Linked DNA regions of Mus musculus: region 2 is linked to region 1. A link is a contact called in public HiChIP or PLAC-seq data. All regions are on one chromosome and are shown on one strand. The core of a region is the stretch at or near the end of the contact, and the rest is flanking DNA. Distances in the headings are between cores, read along the strand shown. Region 1 holds the start of Hsp90ab1 (heat shock protein 90 alpha (cytosolic), class B member 1). Region 2 holds the start of Usp49 (ubiquitin specific peptidase 49).

Region 1 (4,316 bases), core at 301-2,800:
CACACACACACACACTTCCGTGAAGCCTTAGAAATTCAACAACAGAATACTCACATCTGAAGCATTAGAGATCAACTCGCGGAGGAAAATCTCCTTGTTTGAATAGAAAGTGTTGATGATGAGGGACATGAGCTGGGCAATTTCTGCCTGAAAGGCAAAGGTCTCCACCTCCTCCTCTCCATGGTGCACTTCCTCAGGCATCTAAGAATGAAAGAATTACTACTAAGGACCATTATAGACACACATTTTAATATCCAGCTCAAACTTCTTTAGTCTGGGAAAGTATCCAACCCAAAGAGACAAGAGCAGCCATTTTCTTTAAAAAAGGACATTTAAGCTACAATGGCCAAGACAAAAATGACAGAAAAAAACCTAAAAGATGGGTTTTCCAGAACAGATGCCCAAAAGTCAAACTCTTGAACATTGGCATGTTCAGTGCATAGCTCACTGACTCTGAACAGAACACCTGGCAATATGGTAAAAATCCAGACTAAGTTAACAATACATAAAAAAGAACCTCAAGCAACCCCTGGTACTCACACCCCTTAACTACAATCTCCTCATTGGGGTGAGGAACAACTTTAACAGAAAAAGCAGTCTTTTTTAATTTTTATTTTATTCCACCCAGCAGGGCAAGAGAACCTTGAAGCTGTAGTCTGGGAGGCGCTCACGGGGCAATTAAATCAGGACAAAGAAATCAAGAGCTCCACCGTGACCACTCACTGTGCAGACTTGCATAGGCCGGAACCCAAGTAAAATGGTGGCCCAGCCGTCCAACGACCCTCGTCACTGCCGGACATGCGTCGGCAGGAGCCACACGGGGAGGGGGCGCCATTGAAACCCTCCCACCGCCCCAGCATCCGGGCACTGGGGCGGGGCGCCCAGGCTTCCAGAACAATCTGAGCTCCGGGGAGGGGAGGAGAAAGGGAGGGACCTAGGAATCTTCTCGTGCCTGCTCTGTCTCTCCTCCCCCGCCCTCCACTGGGAGGGCAGAAAGATCTGGAAAGGGAAAGCGCGGTGGGTTCCGGCGTCCCTGCTGTGCACCCCTCCCCAAAATCAAGCACGTTGGTACCGGCGGCGTCCGGGGGAGGCAGCCAGGCCAACCTCCCCAGGCCTTGCTGAGTCACGCAGAGCAGCCCGCCACCGCGCGGACCCTGCAGCCGCGCCCGGAAGTGGAGGGCAAACATGGCAGCGTCCCGGGTCGGCGACTACCACGTGCGGCCGCCCACCACCTGGCCGGGCCGCACCCCCACCCCACGCTCCGGGGAATCCACCCGCCCCGGGGAGCCTCGCGTGCAAGCCCGCCGGGGTACAGCCCGAACCTCTAACCTCTAGACACGTTATCTCCACAGGCTGCCCCGCCGGGGAAGGAGGCTTTGGGACAGATGAGATGGAGGCTGGGACCCCGGGAAGAAGCCCCCGGAGAGCCGCCGGGGACGAGAGACCCCGGCCTTACCTTGACGGGAAAGCCGAGTAGTAGTACAGAGCAGGGTGGTGGGCCCGGACCAAGTCCGACTCGCACGGCAAGCCTAGGCTGCGCGGGGGTGACTCAAGAGAGCTCCCGAACGCCCCCGACCGCCCTATATAAGGCGAAGCACAGCCCGGGCCCCGCCCTTGGATCCCTCCGCCTTAAAGGAGTGGCTGCGGGCCACGCACCTGCCGCCGCCCGCCCACCTTGACGTCATGGTAGCAGATCGTGGAGGGGGCGGGGAGGAGCGGGACCCCGGGCCTGGTTCCTGAGTCAAGGCCAATTCAATATCGTTTTGCACATCCCCCATTTCTGCAGGAGTAGGACATGTCCCCCCTCAAGATGAGCAGGGAGCATGCATATGCAATTAGGGATGTATCTGCGGGCGAATACCCTACGGACTGCCTCAGAAAACTCAAGGTAGGCGCTTCCACCCCCCCACCCCCCAAGAGTCCAGAACTCAGGGGACTGAAAGAGAATGGAGGTGGCCAACTCGGCTGCCATTTCCAGACCCGATCTTACTAGAATGTTCCCTACAAATCGCACATCAAGAGAAAAGGATGATAAATTCCTTGTCCAACTTTAAGGAGGCCCCCGATTCCCCCATCCCCACCCTCCCGGGTACAGCACAGCTTCAGGCTGGGAGCCGCTTTCCCCGAGGGGAGGGGCACGGGCCTGGGCTGGTAGGGACTCTTTGGCGGCCTGCGGCGGAAGGATCAGCAGCGGTGGTGCTGCGATTTCTTCCAGCAGTTTCTAGGCCTGTCTCGGCGGTCTCCACCCCTCCCCCCTAGGCTCCACCTCCCCTGCTGCGGCGGGGGCAGTGTCTTCGTCGCCGCTTGGCTGGGTGGCTTTTTTTTTTTTTTTTTTTCCCCTACCTTGATCTTACCCTGGGAAGAAATTTTCCCCAAGTCTGCCTACCGTGGGCCAGGGTTGAACGACCCTCCACGCGTGGCCCTAAGAGGCCCACATAACAGTGGGGGAGTGGAGCGCAGAGGGAGGGATAGCTGACCTGGATCGGTCACAGGGCACGGGGGCTGTGGGGGTGAGTGACTGCGGACACCTTCTAGTGAACAGAGAACCGAGCTAGCAGCTTGCGCTACTGGGTAGAACACTCCCCACCCCTCAGCCTCCCCGGTCTCCCACGTACACAGCGCGCGGGTACGTGCGCCCTCCCTATGTGAGCACAAGCTGTTTCTCAAGCTGGTTTCGCTTCTCTAGCCTCTTCCCTACTGCATGCAGCTCTTTGGACCTAGAGAGGAGCAGGTCCCAGTCTTTTCAGAGAAGCTGGAGTTCTAGGCATCCGCATGAAGGTGCTGGTCACAGGTTGGCCCAGTTCCAGGAGCCAGAAAACCAAGTTGTGCCAGTGCCTCTGTTCTAAAGGTGGCCTGCCATGTCCTTCAGCTGGCAATCTAGCCTTGCCTTTTTCCAAGGCTGCATCTGGAAGCTTGTTGGACTGATGAGCCCTCCAGTAGAGGATGGGCACTCAGTGCTCTGCTATCTTAGCTCATGCTGGCTTGTGTCCCCACACCACCGCCCACACCTTTGTTCCCGGTGCTTGCCTGCAGTCTGTCTAATGTGCATTCATTGTTAAACAGTAGTTGCTTTCTCCTTGCCTCTGTCTACTTCGTCTGTTATCATCCCATCCTGCACTGTCTGTTAGCCTCTCCTTAATTCTGTGTGTGTGTGTGTGTGTGTGTGTGTGTGTGTGTGTGTGTGTGTGTGAAGCCCATAAAGAAATCAATATATGAGGAGACACTGGGTAGGATTGCTCAGAAGGCCCTAGGGTGTTGCATTGATTCCTAATCTGAAACCAGAAACTTCAACACTCAAACCCTCTCAGCAAAAGGAGCCTAGCTGATCCCTGGGCTGGACATTTAGCTCCAGGGTAGTGTTTCCCTAAGACCCACCAATCCTGGATTCCCTAGTTCACAAACAGCACTGACTACCTCTCCTTGGCCTCTGAATGGTTGAAAGCTACTCTGTATATTTCATGGACAGGAAAATGAAGGTCTCTGTGAATAATGGGGTCACTAAACCCAGGGCCATTCCTGTTCTGAAAGTAGAATGGGGACAGGAGTGTACTCTCTCTTGCTGGAACCCTAGTCTGAAGCAGGCCAGGAACCTCTCCTCTGCAGTTTCCCTTTGGCTGTCCCCCAGCAATGACAGGACCAAGGCTCCACAGCAGCTTCCTGGGACGTTCTCAGTTGGGGAACGGGCACCAGGCATGGGGGTGGGGGGCACAGCTTCGATCCCAGCTCGGAGGAGAGGAGAGGAGCGCGTATTACAGGCCAGCGTGGGCTAGGAGTGAAATCCTGTTGCATAAAGTGGAAAAATCATTTTATATCAACCTAGAGATACCTTTTACCTTGCTGTGGCAGCACATGTCTGTGTCAGTATTAGGGTGGTTGAGACAAGAGGATGCTTGTAATTCCAAGTACATGGTACCAGACCAGCTAAGGGTTATACTAACAGACTCTATCTCAACAACCAAGGAGGAGGAGGGCTAGGGAGCACGATGACTCACTCCATGGGTAAAAGCATTTACCCTGGTCCTCCAAGCAGGACAGCCCAGACCTCAATTTGATGACAGATCCCATGGTGAAAGGGACAAACTGACTCCTCAAGTTGTCCTTGGACTTCTTCATGTGCATTGATTGTGTCCTTGTGCCCATACTTACACACACACACACACACACACAAGATAAGTTCTCTTTTTTGGGGGGGGGGGGTGATGGTTTGTATATGCCTAGGGAGTGGCACTATTAGGAAGTATGGCCTTGTTGGAGTAGGTGTGTCACTACCTCCAGAGTGCTGGGATTGAAGGCGCACCTTCACACCCGGGTGATAA
Region 2 (4,223 bases), core at 445-2,944, 2.1 Mb after region 1:
TGAGTCATCCGTGGTAAAAGTCCACACGTACGTGTGTGTGTGTGTGTGTCAGGGCGCCAAGAGTAACTGTGTGTATGTGTGTGTTCTCTGGCTGCTGCTACACCGTAAAGAAAACGCAAAAAAAAAAAAAAAATACCCGGAAGTGGGAAAGGCCTCTTTGGAGCAGCGAGACGTGCAGAAGGTAAGCCGCAGGGTATGCAAAATTCCTTTACCTTTACAGATCGTAGGGGTGGGGGTGGGGCGCTCGGAAAAGTGCCTGGCCCTTTAAGGAGGAGGGCCAGACAGTAGACTCTGTACCTTTAAGAGCCTCTTTGTCTAGAAACCTTCTTCCGTACCTCAACCAAACTTTGCCGGTGACTCGCGCCGCGCCGCGCCGCGTCTTAGCCTCTCACACCGGCCCGCCACAGCCGCTGACCCGAAACTTGGTGCCCACGGCACAAACCTGCGTAAAGGGCGCGGGGCCCCAGGTCGCGGCCGGGAAGGTGCGCCGTTGGCGCATTGCGGGACCTGGGGGCGGGGCTCTGACAGGCGGGCCAATGGGCGATAAGGGGCGTGGTCCGCCTGCTCGTCTTGCGCCCGGGTGACAGCTCGCGCGTGCTGATGATGGCGGTAAATAGAGAGGGGAGGGAGCTGGGAAGGGGGCGGAGGGCCGGCGGAGCGGCCGAGGGGGCGGCCCGGGGGGCGTGAGGGGCCGCAGTGGCTGGGAGTTCGCGCAGATATTCGGAGGCGGGGACACGCGGCCCGGGCATGCCGGCCCTCCCCTTTTAAAGGAAAGGGAAAAAAAAAAAAATCCCCTCACACACCCGGTGAGGGGCGACAAAGGCGGCGTGCGCCTAGCGGGCGGGAGGAGCGGCGGCAGGGGGCGGGACCGCGACGCCGGCGGGCCCCGGGCGCCCGGGGCGGGGACGGCGGGCGGCGACAGCGAAGGCGCGAGTCCCGGCGCGCGGACGCTGCGTTTTGGCGGGGTGGGCGACGTCTGGGTTGTGAGGTGAAAGGTTTGAAGGGAGAGAGGGGAAGGCAGGCTGGGGCGGGGACGGAAGGGTTTGCTGAGTAGGAGATGAAGAGGATTAGGAGAGAAAGGGTTAGAAGCCGGAGAGTGGAGTGAGAAAGAAACCCAGGCTGGCCCCGGGATGAGGTTAGGAAGCCCGGGGCTGGGAAGAGGGATCCGGGGTCAGGGCTAGGAGCAGGGGTCTGGAAGAGGCAAGGCTTGGCAGGTGGGAGGTGTTGGGCCAGGGCCAGAAGAGTTGCAAGTGGAAGACAAGGAAGGAGCAGAGCCGGGGTAGTAGTTGGGAGTGGAGGAGAGTGATTAAGAGCCAGACGTGACAAGGGTGTGAACTAGTGCAGAGCTGGGGATGAGCTGAAGGGCTGGGAGCCGCTGGGGTGGGATCGACAAGGTGTGGGTCAGTAGCTGGTGAGGGGTGTAAATTCTGTAAAGTGAGGGAGACAGGAGACCTGGATCACAACCAGGTGGAATCAAGAATCGGACGTTAGTGGAAGGGCTAACGGGAAGCGAGCTGAGAGCTGGGCGTTAATAGGACAGTTCTGGGAGAAAAAGAAACAACGCTGAAAGGACGCTAGAAGCGGGGTGGAAGGAATGATGGTGAGCTGGGAAACTGGAGAATTGCTTGTCGAGGAGGTTCAGCAAGGTAAAGATAGTGGAGTCAAAAGATTGGCCGAAAGGCAACCCGAGGAGATGGGCCCTGGGAATTAAAGGATGGAATGGGGAGTGGGGAAAGAGAAAGGAGATTAAGGCAAGCTAGGGAAGTCCTGGTGGGTATAGAACTGGGGTGGGCTGCACAGGAGTGGGAAACGAATGTTTTGCCCTGAAGTGCCCCAGAAGGTCTGGAAGGGGCAGGGCACAAACGCTGTAGTGAAGGATCTGAAGTAGAGAGCCTTTGGTGCAGAAGATAAGGAACCATGGTGAGTGAAAGGGGACCTAGAAACAGGGGGAAAAGACTGAGAAGTGGGGGACCAGATGGGGGTGCAGCATAGGAGTTCTTTGTTAAGAGAAATGTGTATTGAATTTGTGAGTCCTTTTGTCCCTAATAGTAGGAAATTCCAGAAACCTTTTTCTCTCTTCAAGGAGTCTTGGATCCAGTTTCCATCTTTCGCCTGAAAATCCACTTTCATGTCCACTTTGAAAAGATGAGACCCATTTTTACTTGATTTTGTTCTTGTGGGATAGAAAAATTGGCAGCCTTGGGTGCTGAAAACCTCTTGGTTTCACTAATGTTGTGCTAAAGGGTAAATGAATTGTGTTTATTTACAATGTGCCTGTGGGATGTGGTAGTTGGGGTGGGTGGAGGAGCTGTTTTAGAGCTAACGACGCTGGCCAGGGCCAGGGCATCTCATTGAAGAGTACACCGTTGGGGAGAGAAAGACATGGTTCATTTGGTTTTTATTAATCAGACAGATTTCTGCCTAATTGTTTTCAGCAACTGAAGAATATGGAGAGAGAGAGAGAGAGAGAGAGAGAGAGAGAGAGAGAGAGAGAGAGAGAGAAAGAGAAATAACTAACCAGGGAAGTTTACTGAGCAGGAGTCTGAAGTCACTGCTCTAAGGGCGTTGAGTTCGTATGCTGCTTGCAGCTTTGTGTGGAACATTTTTCATGGGGTAATTTCTCCCCAGATCTTCAGACAGTGATGGAGAAAGGTTGACTGCAGAGCTGAGGAGAGTTTTAGAGCTGTGAACTCATCTTTTAGATTGCATAATGGCTTTATGAGTACCTTTTATGAAAAAACTTCTGTAAGATAAGATTGCAGTCCCTCTGCCTGTTGTATTGTATGATTGTGAATAGGAAGGGCATATTAATATTCTTTAGAACCCTTTGATTTGTAAGGCACATTTTTAATGAAAATAATTACATTTATTTGTATGTATGTGGAGCAGTTATGGAAGTCAGAGGACAACTTGTGGAAGTTGGCTCTTTCTTCGCATCATTTATGTACCGAGGATTGAACTCAGATAGTCAGGCTTGGCAGCAAGCTCTTTTACCCAATAAGCCATCTCTCTGGCACTATAAGACCATTTTGGAAATTAAAGGGAAGATGAGAATTTGGGGACAAATTTAAACTTATTCTTTATTGGTAGTGTGCTTTAGTGATTTTTCATTCTGAAGTGATTATATTTAATTAAGACAATTAATGAGTATTTTCTTCATATTTAATAATGTGAAAAGTAAAGTATAATTTCTTTTGGGGGGACAGGGGTACAAACTATTCTTGAATTGTTTTTAAATTTTATGTGTATGGGTGCTTTGCCTGCATGTATGTCTGTATACCACAGGCATGCCTGGTGTCTGCAGAGGGGCACTGCAGAAGCTGGAGTCAGATTCCCCAGGAACTAGAGTGACAGACGTTTGTGAGCTGTGTGGGGGTGCTAGGAATGTAGTGTGTGTCTTCTGAGAAGAGCAGCCAAGGGCTCTTACCAACTGAGCCATCTCTCCAGTCTTGTTCTCAAGGTTATTTCCTTGAGAACAACTACAACTACATTCAGATAAACAGTGCTACTGTTTCCCCTTGATGTCCTGAAGAGGTTGCAAGTGTTGCTGGCGGTGGAGCTTTTGTCTAGGGTGTGCAAGGTTGGTCCTCAGCACTGCAGGCAAGACCACCTCAACAGCCCCTAGTCTAGGGGCTGGGGGTGGAGCTCAGGTGGTAGAGGGCTTGCCTAACATTCATGAAGGCCTGGGTTTGGTTCCCAAGCACTGCATGGTGGTGCATGCCTGTTATCCTAGCACTCCCAAGGTAGAAAGGTCAGCCTTGCCCACATGAGTGAGTCTGAGGCCAACCTGGGTCACACGAGACTATGTCTGAAACAAACAAACAAACAAACAAACATAGGAGCCGCAAATACTCACCTCTGGGATTAGCGTCATCTCTAAAAAGAAAAGCCTAGCCTCCTTTTCCAGGGTTGTGTGATCTTTAGATTGCTCTTGTTTGGTGGATATTTGCATATGTAGCAAAACTTAGGTTTCTGGCATTAGCAAGGTTGAATATCAGAAACGTGTGTGTGTGTAACTTAGAATCTGAACTCTGGATTGTTAGTTGTGCTAAGGGCAAGCTTATAGTTCATGGTTTACTTTCTGGCTTCTGCTAGGCAGATTCAAGGTAGGTAGTGATTTTACCGACTTATAGAAAAATGTTTAATTATATTTTTTGCTGCTAATTGAGATTAGTCTGAAAATATTAACTTTGAAAATGAGGAGTATTTCTACTATGAGATGG

Evidence for each region. HiChIP or PLAC-seq counts read pairs in DNA pulled down with a chosen protein or histone mark.
Region 2: a contact with region 1 is called in an H3K4me3 HiChIP or PLAC-seq map of bone marrow-derived macrophages, with 4 times the contacts expected there. The contact joins the promoter of Usp49 here to the promoter of Hsp90ab1 in region 1. A contact is called at or near these places in 1 of 39 promoter capture datasets (erythroid cells) and 2 of 115 datasets of contacts at active chromatin or transcription factors (astrocytes and bone marrow-derived macrophages).

The regions. Positions count from the first base shown.
Region 1 is chr17:45,571,711-45,576,026 of GRCm38.p6, forward strand. It overlaps Hsp90ab1 (heat shock protein 90 alpha (cytosolic), class B member 1), which reads right to left and starts at 1,551. Exons shown (of 11, transcript NM_008302.3): 1 at 1,457-1,551; 2 at 55-201. The coding sequence starts at 201. It overlaps Gm35399 (a long non-coding RNA gene), which reads left to right and starts at 1,605. Exons shown (of 2, transcript XR_385595.1): 1 at 1,605-1,686; 2 at 1,787-3,080.
Region 2 is chr17:47,628,996-47,633,218 of GRCm38.p6, forward strand. It overlaps Usp49 (ubiquitin specific peptidase 49), which reads left to right and starts at 1,695. Exons shown (of 7, transcript NM_198421.2): 1 at 1,695-1,920. All of the region lies in intron 3 of Gm20517 (predicted gene 20517), which reads left to right.